2 separate regions of the Danio rerio genome follow, and region 2 is linked to region 1. Evidence: chromatin contacts called from public Hi-C data. All regions are on one chromosome and are shown on one strand. The core of a region is the stretch at or near the end of the contact, and the rest is flanking DNA. Distances in the headings are between cores, read along the strand shown. Region 1 holds the start of mrpl15 (mitochondrial ribosomal protein L15). Region 2 holds the start of ostc (oligosaccharyltransferase complex subunit).

Region 1 (6,643 bases), core at 3,928-6,427:
CTTGTATTTACACAATAAGTACATTGTAACAGATAATTAATATCAGTGTACATACTATTAGTTAATTCCACCTAATATAAAGTGGGATTATATATCATAATAATATGAACAAAATATCTTTTTGTATTTTAAGTGGTTTCCACAACACAAGAAAATACTTTAAATTGATTTAAATTCAAACTATTTTCTTTAACAATTGACATGAATAACTGACCTTTGATAAGGAATTGCGAAGAGGTAACCAACAGCTGAGGGCAATTACACCACCCAGCTTCTGATGAGTCGTCAAAGCAGTGAAGAGAGAGAGGGCTCCACCCTTTTACCATATATATGAGAAGAAATTAAATAATTATGTGTAGTCAATCATTTCCAGCTCCAGAATAAGACAGAGAGGATTATGGTTACCCTTTAGGAAAGCCTACAATTATTTGCAATCTTGGTGGTTTCACAAACATTTTCTTCAAAACAATTGCCATATTGGTTAATAAATTGTGATAAAATAATAAAAAGCTCAATTTATTTTATTATTAATATATATATATATATATATATATATATATATATATATATATATATATATATATATATATATATATATATATATATATATATATATATTCAAAATTAAATCACAGCACAAAGTTCACAACAGAATGAAGATAATTGGTTTCGTCTACAGTATCAAGCAATGGACAAGCAATGGTTTCAAATTTTGTTTTGAAAATCTGTTTGAAATGTGGCATGCCTAACACAGGCTTTTTAAGACCATCAATAATATTCTAAATAGTTATTTTTAAACAAACATATTTTAGCAATGTGTTGAACAAGCAAATCCTATTTGTATACATACTCATAAAAAAAATAAAAAAATAAACTATATTAAACTAAATGTATGCACAACAGTCTATCCGGGTCAGTGTCCTCAGCCTATATGGTCTATAAATACACTGAGAACTTTTCAACATATGTTACTGCAATGAAGATAAACCATATTGGTTTTAATTTAAATCCATTCAATTAACTACTATAATATTAGTTATGAATAGAGTTTGTTAAATGTTGTATTGCAATGAATCATTAGTGATTGGATGTGTGTTGGCCTTATTGGGTAGCTTTACATGGACACAGGAAAATTAAGATATAAAATTTATTTATAAATTTAGACAAAACAATATATTATTGAATTTAATACGCAAGACCCTACGGACACCCTCTTGAAAGGTTAGGATTTTAACAGAGGTATATGTATTGAATTTAACAGGAGAACATGTATTGTTTAATTCAATAAAAAAATGTCTGGGCAAAAATGGTTCCTTTTTTTGATGTTGTAAGCCATTTAACCTTTGAGTTTAAAGATGTGAAGACCGGTTACACTCATAAAGTAGATAAATAGCATTATGTCAAAGATATATAGTGCTTGCGGTTTTTAAAGAAACTTCTTTGGTGCAATAATCTTGTCAATGCTATTATTCAAAAAGATAATGATTCGCACTCATCAGGTAATTGCTTTGTACTGTTTTTCTTTTTTTTCACATTCTTCAGGTGTTTTAAAGACACAAACATTTCGGCACAATGCCTTCCACACTGAGGAAGGCATTGTGCTGAAACGTTTGTGTCTTTAAATCACCCGAAGAATGTAAAAAGAAAAAAGAAAAACAGTATGAAGCAATTACTTGATGAGTGCGAATCATTACCTTTTTAAAAGATCTATAGTGAACATGTCATGCATAACACACAGTTTTATGAATAATTACGAAACACCAAATTTTTATACAGTTGAAGTCAAAATTATTAGTCCCCCTGTTTATTTTTTTTTCCCTTAATTTGTTTAAATTAAAGAGAGATTTTTTTCAACACATTTCTAAACTGTCTGATGAAGAGCCATGTGGCTCGAAATGTTACATGCTTTGTGTCAGCTTTTTTAATTTAATAAATGTGTATTTTTGGAGCTTTGGTGTTGCCGCCTTTGATGAATATTTAATTTACACCTTTTGCGTTTTTTGGCTGAGCACACAGTTAAGAGGGATGTGCGTGCTTTTATACAGTTTTTCAACACATTTCTAAACATAATAGTTTCAATAACTCATTTCTAATACCTGATTTATTCTTGCTGAAATAAAACAAATAAGACTTTCTCCAGAAGAAAAATAAAATTATCAGAAATAAATATTTAAAAAAGAAATAAAATTCAAAGAGAGGCTAATAATGTTCTACAATAATATATTCTGCTTTACAGCTTACCATTTTATCAAAACTGTTAAGAACTAACTGGTGCTGAAAGGTAAAGTTTTAAGGTAAAGTGCCCAATTAAAACTGAAAGCTGGAAATGTGTCTTACCTGAGAGAATCCCCCAAGCACAATCCTATGAGATGGAATACCATTCTTAACTTCTTGATCAATCAGTGCTTTGACTGTGGACAATTTCAAAAGGGTTTAATGCTGGATTCAGTATTCTGAAGATACTGTATTACTAAAATGCCTTATTATTATTATACTTAACCGTTTTCAGCAGCTCTTTTAATTCCAGATTCATCTTCTTGTGCATTAGGATTGAGACTAATTATGTCAAACCTAAGAGCAACATCATACATTTCACATCAGTTAAATATGTTATACGTGAAGAGCTATTTAGGTTAATGCTGTATAAGCAAACAAGTGTTTATCTCACCAAGAAGGCATTGCCATGTTCATGTTGAGGGTGACTGGCATGACAGGCCTGTTCGTCAGTTACAGAGAGAAAAAAAAAAAAAAAAAAAAACCGAGAAAATGAGAAAAAAAGTAGAAAGAGAAAGAAGGTTAAAAATAATGCAAATGTATGAGGGCCATTTCTACTATGCAGTAAAACAGTAAGATGGAATCATAATGGGTTATATGCACATGGACTTAAAAACTTTCGGACAGCCAGCACAACAGTTTCCGATGAACTGACTTTCTATTACAAAATCACAGCATTTAAGATCTGTTTTCTTTAATAATCAGTGATCTTTATGCTGTTTTTTGATTACCATATTGTGAACTGCATCTGTGTTTTTTATTAAATTAAATATCTTTAATTTCACTATTTAACATTACTGAATAAGTAACTGCTTTGCATCACACACTTGCTAAATTTACTGAACAGTTACAGCATAAAATCTAAATAAATAAACATAAAATCTGCCTATTATACACTAAATGACCCGAGATCACACATTGATGTGTGGTCATTCAGCTGTGGTGAACACTGGTAAAGCAGGGAATAAGCAGAAGGAAAGTGAGTGAGTATTCTGACTGCAAAATATCAATGTCTGAAACTATCACACAGTACACTCCTGATAACAAAAGGCAGGGTTTAAAACTAAAGTCTATGACAGGACTATGACTGGACTCTTTATTCCAGTCATGCACTTACATTATTAGCAAGACTATTTTATTAAATCAAATAATGACCGTTTGAAATAACTGCCAATTCCTAGATTATTTTAGTTTTATAATAACAATTTTAAACAGTCAAAATATTAAAACAGCAATTACCAGTTACTTTTGTACTTGTTTATGCAAACTGCAAACATGAAGAAATAAATCATGTTTTCTTTTTGTCTCCTTTAATATTTCTTTAAAACTAAATTAATGAACAGCTCCATATGCATCAACAGGTTTAATTGTGTATGCCATAAAATCATCACGCATCCAGTCAACAGTTCAGTAAATATCCTCTGCTCTGACCCTAGAATTACCAGGGTAATGCTCATTTCTGTTAAAGGAATGGCCAAAACTAGAGGCATTCATGCATTTAAGTGACTAAAAAAGCAACAAAGTACAAAATTGAGTTCTGATGCAAAAGCCTCCAAGTGCCTTGTGAAATGTTGTCCAGAAATGAGTATTTTTCTCAGATGTTTATGTTCAGGCATGTCAATTAGGCATGTCATTATAAAGGCAATGAAAAGAAAATAATAATTGTCGTAATAGTGCAATTACTGAACCTACACACAGAGCCTGAGAAAAATGCTCATTTTAGAAGAAACTTTCAAATCTGAAATGGTTTTACACAACCCCATTTGTTTGGATGATGAGTACAATCTTAATGTCAAAGGTTTAAAAATATTTTATTTTTGGCATAATCACACAGGCAACAATCACAATAGAAAAGACCTATATTGCATGCATGTCAATGTGTATGTTTATATTAAAGTGATGTATAAAAATCAACTTTGTACATACGCATGGGGGCAAATGTACTTGACATGAGGGGTCCTGATACCAGCCATAGCTTGAGCCCATCCATGTCTGAAAAAAGGTAGTGTACACGTTGTCAAAAATATGTAATGGCTAATTATTAATTTCATTGAAGTGTTTACTTAGTCATGCCACAAAATAATGACACACTTTACCCTGTGTCTCCCAGTCCATGTAGGAATATCACCTGGTGAAAAGAAACACATGCTTATAACATTCATATAAGTATATTATACTATGCTATCTTAAGGTTAAATCGAGAGGGCTGTTGCCATTTGCCTGTAATTTTGTGCTCATGGTATCACCTACCGCGGCCGTGGCTTTACAAGCGGCGGGCACAATTGTTGGCAACGGCGCTGACATGTTATTACCACACATAAAAAATCCCGAAGGCTTACATTCAATGACAAAAAGCTACGATGGCTCAGTGGGCTTTAACATCAACGATTCTTTTTAATTTTATGACGGTCAACACACAGCTTTTAAATCCATTACTGACACCTGCTGGGTGGAGTGTGGAACATTAATTTTCAGTTATTTATTTATTTCTTTATTTATTTATTTATTTATTCATTTATTTATTTATTTATTTATTTATTTATTTATTTATTTATTTATTTATTTATTCATTCATTTATTTATTGTTTGTTTGTTTGCTAAAATCCAAACGTTCATTATGCATATATTATTGAAAATAGTAACAATTAAACAAAAGTATTACAGCAATACTGAAATGTCTCTACTTTTGTTGATCCTTTTATTTTTAAACATTATCAATTATAAAAAGTACGATCACATCAACTTATACAGGCGCGGTATTATTTATTTACTATATATTCGTGCGTTTATATCAATAGTTTTTTTCATGATTTTGGTCTCGTATGTCTTTTTTTCCCTTTCTCCACTAGTGTTTCCGGTTTGGTGTACCACGTGGGTCTCCCGATGTCAGCTGCCCTTGACTAGCATTTCTGTGGCTCTAAAATGTCTTTAATAAAGAAACCAGGGGGGAAAACGATAGAAATAGTAAAGAATTTGCCTCGCATTACACTGGCAAACCTTCGACCAAACCCGGGTGCAAAAACATTAGTAAGTCTATTTTATGTTAAATGTTTTAATGTAAGGAATTAGCGGTTTAGCTGCCGAGCTAAAGAGCATGAGCATGATCAATTGTAGTATATGGTTATATAGTGTGAAATTTATGAGTAGATGTTTGTAGATAAGAACCTGTTGTTGGAAAACGAATGCTTCTTACATTAAGTTTTATGTATGTGTTTACAATGCAAGTTATTTTGTGTGTTGGTCACAGTGTTAGACTCTAAAAGATTCTAAAGGCATCATTAATGTCAAAATTGGGGTAATGTTTTTTATAATCTCGCATTCAGGCTTTAATATAATTTATATTTATAATACTTAATATTATCTCAGTAAAGTGTTTTTTTTCCAAATTATAAATATGGAAATCATAGTAGTAGACAATGACTATTAAAGTACAACACTGTTTAAAGTCAATTAAATGTTGCTAATGTTTTCAGGTGATTGACAGACAAATCTTTCAGATTTCAGAATATTTAAAGTATTGTGGTAAACAATATAGGGACCTTTCATAGAGATAAGTTTGTTTATTAGCTTTTTTAATGGTTTACAGTTACAAATATGCGTTGTGCTTAACAGTGCATAACAGTACATTAATTAATCTGTATATTACATGTCATTGTAGACCCTACACTTTACCTCTTAAGTCTTTCGAATGAGACGTTAAACCGAGGTCCTGACTCTCTGTGGTCATTAAAAATCCCATGGTACTTCTCGTGAAAGAGCAGGGGTGTAACCCCGGTGTCCTGGCCAAAGTTCCTCTATTGGCCCATACGATCATGGCCTCCCAATCATCCCCTACCACCGAATTGGCTCTATCACTGTCTCTCCATTCCACCAATAGCTGGTGTGTGGTGAGCGCACTGGCGCCGTTGTCCTGTGGCAGCCGTCGCATCATCCAATTGGATGCTGCACACTGGTGGTGGTGTGGAGAGACCCCCTCATGATTGTGAAGCGCTTTGGGTGTATGGCTATACACAATAAATGCGCTATATAAATACACATTAAATTACATTTTACCTCAGTTCAATCCTTGGCTGCATTTGGAGCAAAATAGCCTGATTATGTTTTGCACATAAACATAGTCTTCTATTAACAAATGCTAGTTTATTAATAAAGCAGAAAACTGTATCCAGATAGTTTTGCATTGCTGAAGAAAGCTTATTTCTGTGAGTGTGAGAGACTTCCACTATAAAAATGTTCAGGAAAATTTTCCTTTGCAAATTTAATTTGCTGAATCATGCAATAATTTACTATTTTTATATGCCTAAAATAACTGGATTTTAGAAATGTAAAAAAATAGGTGTAAAGAGCAAGAGTACACATTATTACTAGA
Region 2 (7,326 bases), core at 1,034-3,533, 330 kb before region 1:
CCATTTCTTGGTCCTCCACCAGTCAAAAAAAAAAAAAAAAAAAAAACAACCTTCAAGTTCTGTGTGGAAGCATTTTACAGTCAGTGGTGCTGCAGATAAAACAAATTAATTCTGTATGTAATGTGTGCAAAAGTGAAATCAGCAGAGGCAGAGATATTAAACATCTGTCAACTTCTTCTATGCATAATCATTCATTCATTTCTTTTTGGCTTAGTCCCTTTATCAATCTGGGGTTGCCACAGTGGAATGAACCACCAATTTATCCAGCATATGTTTTACGCAGTGGATGCCCTTCCAGCTGCTACCCAGCACTGGAAAACATCCATACACTCTTTTTCACACACATATAATAGGGACAATTTAGCTTACCCAATTCACCTGTATTGCATGTGTTTGGACTGTGGGGGAAACCGGGGCACCTGGAGGAAACCCATGCCAACATGGGGAGAACCCAGTCGAGGCTTGAACCACTAACCTTCTTGCTGTGAGACGACAGCGCTACTCACTGTGCCATCGCGCAACCCTCTATGTAATGTATTATCACATGCACTAAAATCATCCTCACCTGATACTGTCTGCCAACGCCCCACAAGCATCAATCCCCTCAATCAGCACAGCTATGTTCAGCTAAATCATCCACAAGCACCAAACCATCAACACAGCCACATTCTGCCCCAGCAAGTCAGTTTCAAACATTAAAAAAAAACAAACAAACAAACTTTGTGTCTGTTTTGTGGCAGGCAGATGACAATAGCAAAGCTGTATCTTTTAGTACTATATAGAATACTTTTTGTTCTGCCAGATCTCCCAGTCAGGGGTTTATATAGTTTTATTTAATTAATTTTAGTTTTTGGAATTATGTGCATTGGAAAGAAGTTCTTTAAGAAGAAGAAAAGTTCTTTGAAGTATTATTTGTTTTTATTCTGTCTATTCAGTGTCCTTCAACAAGAACGGTGGTGGTGGGACTCATAATATTCACAATGGTATTTCATTAGTTGTTGGTTTAACCATGGATGAGGTAATGGCTTCTATGTTATTTTCTTTTAAATGATGTTTCTTGTCACATGTTCAAAAACAACAACCAATATTGCATGTCTATAATTTATATAATTTATATCTATAATTATAATTTATATAATTAAACAATACTTGCACTATAACGTAAATTAGAAGTGTAATAGAAAAAATATATATTTTTACAACATTTTGAATTTTACTCAAATACAAATACTTTCCCCCCCTCAACAAATACAAATACAGATACAAATACCGGCTGCTCCGCACATCCCTTATATATATATATATATATATATATATATATATATATATATATATATATATATATATATATAGTTATATTAAAGTTTTTGTATTCCATATAGCAAACAGTATGTGTGTAACACTTGTTTTTTAAATAAAAAGTCTTAAAATGTAAACAACTTTTTAAAAAAACCCATAATGTAAATAAGTTGTCTTTTAATAAGAATGTCATTAACTCAATTTTGACAAATGTCAGATAGAACCTTATAATTCTAAGGTGACGATATAAGCACCACTGACAACAAAAAGTGTGACGCATGAAAGAGTCTCAAATGTCCACCCATCACAAATTTGTACATATTTTCTTTTAAATATAATAAAATGTATTGAGGGACTATAATAAACTGAAGTTTAAGTAAAGGCTATACATTTAAAACATAACCACTTTATTTGTAAAGACAACGTTTTATAGAATATTTTAGGAAACGAAAACATTGTAAAGTATATTGAGATTTTACGTTGGAGTTAATGTATACTGTTGCAAAGATGGACACCAGCTTACATGAAAAACGATCCAGCAAAATAAAAATAAAATACAATCCAATTCATTTTTGAGCAGAGGCAGAACAGAGTTGTCTGCAGTGTGCAATATGCAAACAATTTCACATTTATGAATGCTAACAAGCACTGTCAAAGAACGTAAATCGAACAATCAATTGCCAATAAAACATTTTCTATAACTTGTTATAAACAGCAATTTAAGTCTCTGCTGCAAATATTAGTAGTGTGCGGCTGTGTGCAAACAGACAACATGCTAAAGTTTAACGTAAGCTAATGGCTAGTTTCGCCTGGATTGATTTCAAGACTCTTACCACCGGTGATGAGAAAGTATGAAACAATCACGACGGCATACACGGTCATCGCAGAAGGCATATGCAGCCACGATGGTTTTTTAAGTTTGACATTTGGGCATTCCAATACAGTAAATGGTAAGCTGAAGATAGTCTCCATGGTTTAGCATGTAATTCAGAACTGAGCACTGCTGCTTTTGCCCGGTTTATGCATACGTCACACTAGCCGTAGAGCGACGTGTACAGGAAGAGGCCTTGAAGTTCCTATAAGCGTAGGGATACAGCTGCGGCAGGAAGTAAACGATAGTTATTTATAAATTTGTATTTTATTAGTGTCTACCCTTACTCTAACCCTCGCAGTACTAATAAAATATTATTTAATGTTGTACAGTGTCACAGTATGCGCCTATCAGCAGATGCAAAATATCTTATCCTGCAATACCAGAGTCTAGCATGATGTGGCGTGCAAGGACCTCTTTTAAGCTGAACAGTGATGAAATGTAACCCATCCATGGGCGAATTTAAATGTTATTTTTTATTAAATAATCCACGTGTATCTTGAATAAACTTCCTTACTTTTATACTCTTCATCCTGCATTTAAAAGATTTCTTCATAATTTCATTTTAATCGTGAAAATCAATAAAAGTTATTAAAACTACTACTACTATTTATTAATATTATTAAATCAAATGTTAATCGAATGTTAATTATATATATATATATATATATATATATATATATATATATATATATATATATATATATATATATATATATATATATATATATATATAAATTTTCTTTTCAGCTTAGTCCCTTTATTAATCAGGGGTCACTACAGTGGAATGAACCACCAACCACAAAGCGAATATCATTCCAGCCGCAACCCATCACTGAGAAATATTATTGAGTTGTTGTTATTAATATTAAATATTAAACTTTAGCTAGACTTGGACTTTGATTTCAATGTATGAATTTTCTCAAGTTTATAAAATGAGTACCTGCAATTAATAATAAAAAAGATATACAAAAATAATTGTTATACCTCATGCATAGGACACGTTTTTACTCACATTTGCTTTGCCCCCCTTTTTATTTCTATTTTCCACATATATTTCAAATATATATTTATCTTTTTTTTTAATGATTGTTATTTATTTTTTATTTCCACATTATTTATGTGGGACTCAGTGGGAGTGTTTTTAGTTAGAAATCGCGATCGAGCCAGAGGGGAGGGGTAAATTTGTATAGACCGCAGTGACACCTTGTGGTGCCTAAATAGATTTTTCTATTTTTTATTATCTTCCTAATTGCATGTATACTGTGACATGGCCTTAAAATATCTTCTGGTCAGGATCAAATCATCATTGGATCATGGATGGCAAACATTATCATTCTACAGAAGCATTTTTGTCCCTAAACTTACAATATTACACTGAATCTTTACGTTTACAACTTCTTATTCTTTGAAATAAAACAATGTGTTATTTGAACATTGAGTCGTCAATGTAACAATAAATATGTTTTAATTATTTCTGTAAAATTCCAAGCACCACAAACTGTTTACCTATCCCTACAGTGCAGGGCCGGCGCGTCAGCGACACTACCCTCACCACCTGTCCTGCGCCCTCAGTTATTTCCACGACTAATAGAGAGCGCGGTGTCTGCGGGCGCCTTACCACCCGCGCCCTCCGTTATATACACGGCTAGGGCGGCGGAATAGAGAGGGTTAGTTGAGGGCGGCATGACCGTCCTTTGCCTAGAGCGGCAGATTTTCAGATTTATAATCTAAAAAAAGAAAATACCATGATTTCATGTGAATCGTTTAATTGGTGTCACTGGTGTGACTGCCTTTATTTTTAAGGAATAGTAAAAAAATCTTAATTTAGTGAGTATATCATGATTATCAAGATTGGATACTTTCCGGCAGAAATTTTGTAAAATGCAAAGTTAACAAAATTTGTCACTGGTGTTTCTTTTCTGATGATCATTGTGTTTCTCTGCTCCCTCTGCATCTGTGCAAAAAAAAAAAGAAAAAGAAAAAGAAAAGAAAAGAAAGTAGGGAATTTCTAAATTTACTTTGACCTGTATTTCTTTGCAGACAATGCAACAAACATTATTTGTTGCTCATGTTTTTATATATATATATATATATATATATATATATATATATATATATATATATATATATATATATATATATATATATACATATATAATTTATTTATTTATTTATTTATTTTTTAAATAAACATAGCCTCATCAGTCTTGCACAGCAGTGCATATGTTACAGCTAAGTTTGTCTATAAAGTAGTGTGTTATTATGTTTCAATTAACTGTCTGTATATTTAAACATGTAAATAATTAAACAACTTTTCCTGCTTTAAGGATTTGAGATTCTTTCTCTATGTCAATGATAATAACAATTTAATGGAGTCAGATTAATTGTACCAGTGAATACCAGTGAAGTGGACACTGATGAATTTGACCTGTTAAAATTCAAATGGCTGCAGAGCTAGAAATCACCAAAAGTGTCTATCTAACCTAACAAGGCACTTCTCAGTGTTTAGCCTCTAAAACTTTGTCAAAGCAAATAATATTAAAGGGTCCAAGGTCCACTTAACAGAACTAAGAACTAACAGAACTGCTACAACATTGCAACTGTTGACCATTCTGAGCAGGAGCTTTCATCTTATATACAGCTAGTTTAAGTTGACACTGTTTTTCTTGAAAAAGTACTTCGCCGATGTCATAATGTGAGGCATAAGTTTTGCACTGTAACTATTAACTGGCTTCTTTTTTACACAATGCATAATTTAAGACTTTAAAGTCTTTTTCACAGTTTAACTTGTTGAGTTGGTTGTTTTTGGCTATTGTTCTGACTAAAAAAAAATGGAAGCCCTGATTAAACATCTACTGTATCCTTCTTTTTTTTTTTTTTTGCAATATCTCCAACCAACATTCTTAAACAAAGGTATGTCTAGATGAAATCAAACTAACATGCAGTCAGCAGATTGAGGAACCTAACATTATGGTAATGGCTGTGAGGCCATGTCCAAGTGGCAGACTTTCATGCAGCAATGTAAAGGCAGAAAAATAAAAATGAGTAATATACTAATTATAAAATGACATAAATACCTAAATACATAAATTGTGTAAAGTTATCAAAAGTCAATCACCTTTTCTTCACCGTATAATTTACACAAACAGCAGATTAAAGTTACTAAGTTAGTTATTTATGCAGCGAATCTCATTTTCTCATTCTGATTTTTTGAGTAACATTAAATAACAGAGGTGAGACTTTAAGACCGAATGCATAGACTTTCTACATTTTTACATATTATGAATGTGTATAGCCTATAGACAGTCATGGGAAAAAGATTCAATCAAACACAGCTGATCCAAACAATTGAGTTGTTCAAAAGAGCTATGTTTAATTAGGGTTGAAACAAAACTGTGCAGAGCTGCAACCCTTGAGGAATTGACCTATGTTAGAGCTATAGTTAAACTAATTAACGTCACTAAAAAAGCGTGCTGTTTTCTCGTTGACGTATTTGTTCTTATTCGCTCGCCGTAGTAGTAACGAAATGGAGATCCCGCCCATCTTCAGTGGTCGCGTCCCAATACATCCTCGTATTACACGCACTTAAGTGCTAAATGATGGCTTCGCTATTTCACTTTAGCCTACTATGCGTAGATGTGGATCAGGACTGGACGAGGGCATAAGCTTGTCGTGACACATTTTAGACAGACTCACGGAAACTCTAAACACGCTCAAATAATTTGGCGGTTAGAAGGAAGTTGCTGTGCCCACACATTGTAAATATTTTAACAAGTCACGTTAGGCTTAAGTTAATTTATAGCTCGCATACAGGTCAAATCTAATTTCGAACACTATGCTTTGAATGGGTTATAGAGTTATCTGTTGCTCAATCTTGACGCTTTTAACGTTAGCCTGCTAACGTTACTGTGTTTAGCGAAATGTCTAAACTTAAGAAAACAGATGGTAAATACCTGTGGTGGTGTCTCTTGTGCCTCAAATTCAAACCGGATAACGTTTCCGTCACCAAAACAACGAAACATCTGAATCTGGGAATGTAAGTCTTATCTTTATTTTCTTCACATCCGAATAGCTTCTATGTTAGCCCGTGTTATCCAGAATGTAGTTTAGTTCTTGTGACTATTATGTATAATTGACCTAATTAATCTTAGTTTTCTTTAATTTTATCAGCAGGACTTTTAACTTCGGTAAAAGGTTGTTTATAGATCTTTAATATTTCTTGAGTTACAGCCACAAACATTGATTATAATTTTTCCATCACTTAACGTTAGTGTGATCTATGTAAATATTTTAATAGAATAAACGAGATATATCTCTAGTTTCAACATAATTTGTTGTTCAGACATTTCTCTTTAACGTTAGTAGGAAAAAATATATTAACAACTATATGCAAGTTGCCCTTCATTTGGTTTTTGAAGGGTACAATTTGACAGTTTATTCGTGGGGCCATATTGACAAAGACATACCGATAGAAATAGAAAAGATAAGGCTCTAAAGTTGTATGCAAAAAAGGACATGTTTGTTTAGAAACAGAATTCAAAAGGAAATTGAGATATTTTAATGCATCAGAGTATGACTTCAAAACAACATTTGCAAAGAAGAACATTTTTCTCAAATTATATCAAGAAGTTTAATGTTTGAATAAAACCAAAATTTTTGTATCTATCTATCTATCTATCTATCTGTCTGTCTGTCTGTCTGTCTGTCTGTCTGTCTGTCTGTCTGTCTGTCTGTGTAAATAAAACTATATGCATGTTATTATATTTTTTTATAGGAACATGTTTGACAAACCAAACAAAGAGGCATTCTACATTGTCATTCACTTTTTATTTAATAAACTGAATCCCACTCGTGCCCAAGACGTCTTCAGGTAGAACTATATAGTCATATTTAAATGTTTCCTTCTTATTCTGTTGTAATTTGACATTCCAAATTTAAAAATATTTTTGTTTGCTTAGAAATTGCTGGCTAGTTTGGGATCATAAAAGTGATGCTGAGTTTCGCAAGGTGGCTTTTGCATGGCTCCAGGAGATAGCGGTATGTGGTGTTTTATATACAATATTCTGTTACTAGTCTGCCTGTTGCATTGCTAGAGAATCTTTACAGACAAACTGTATTATTAATATAACTGATATAATGTTACAGTTATAGGA

What was found. A called contact is a pair of places that touch in the nucleus more often than the background predicts.
Region 2: a Hi-C map of an unstated tissue shows a contact between it and region 1, with 4 times the contacts expected there. The contact joins the promoter of ostc here to the promoter of mrpl15 in region 1. A contact is called at or near these places in 2 of 18 Hi-C or Micro-C datasets (hematopoietic stem cells and an unstated tissue).

What each region holds. Positions count from the first base shown.
Region 1 is chr7:59,927,811-59,934,453 of GRCz12tu, reverse strand. It overlaps mrpl15 (mitochondrial ribosomal protein L15), which reads left to right and starts at 5,177. Exons shown (of 5, transcript NM_001003435.1): 1 at 5,177-5,301. The coding sequence starts at 5,197. It overlaps lypla1 (lysophospholipase 1), which reads right to left and starts at 4,670. Exons shown (of 8, transcript NM_001017616.1): 1 at 4,525-4,670; 2 at 4,371-4,402; 3 at 4,201-4,266; 4 at 2,669-2,716; 5 at 2,501-2,571; 6 at 2,338-2,411. The coding sequence starts at 4,593. All of the region lies in intron 3 of LOC110439952 (transmembrane protein 236-like), which reads left to right.
Region 2 is chr7:60,250,562-60,257,887 of GRCz12tu, reverse strand. ostc (oligosaccharyltransferase complex subunit) reads right to left here and starts at 2,283. Exons shown (of 4, transcript NM_200269.2): 1 at 2,133-2,283. The coding sequence starts at 2,271. It overlaps haus6 (HAUS augmin-like complex, subunit 6), which reads left to right and starts at 5,787. Exons shown (of 16, transcript NM_001079974.1): 1 at 5,787-6,209; 2 at 6,948-7,043; 3 at 7,132-7,210. The coding sequence starts at 6,094.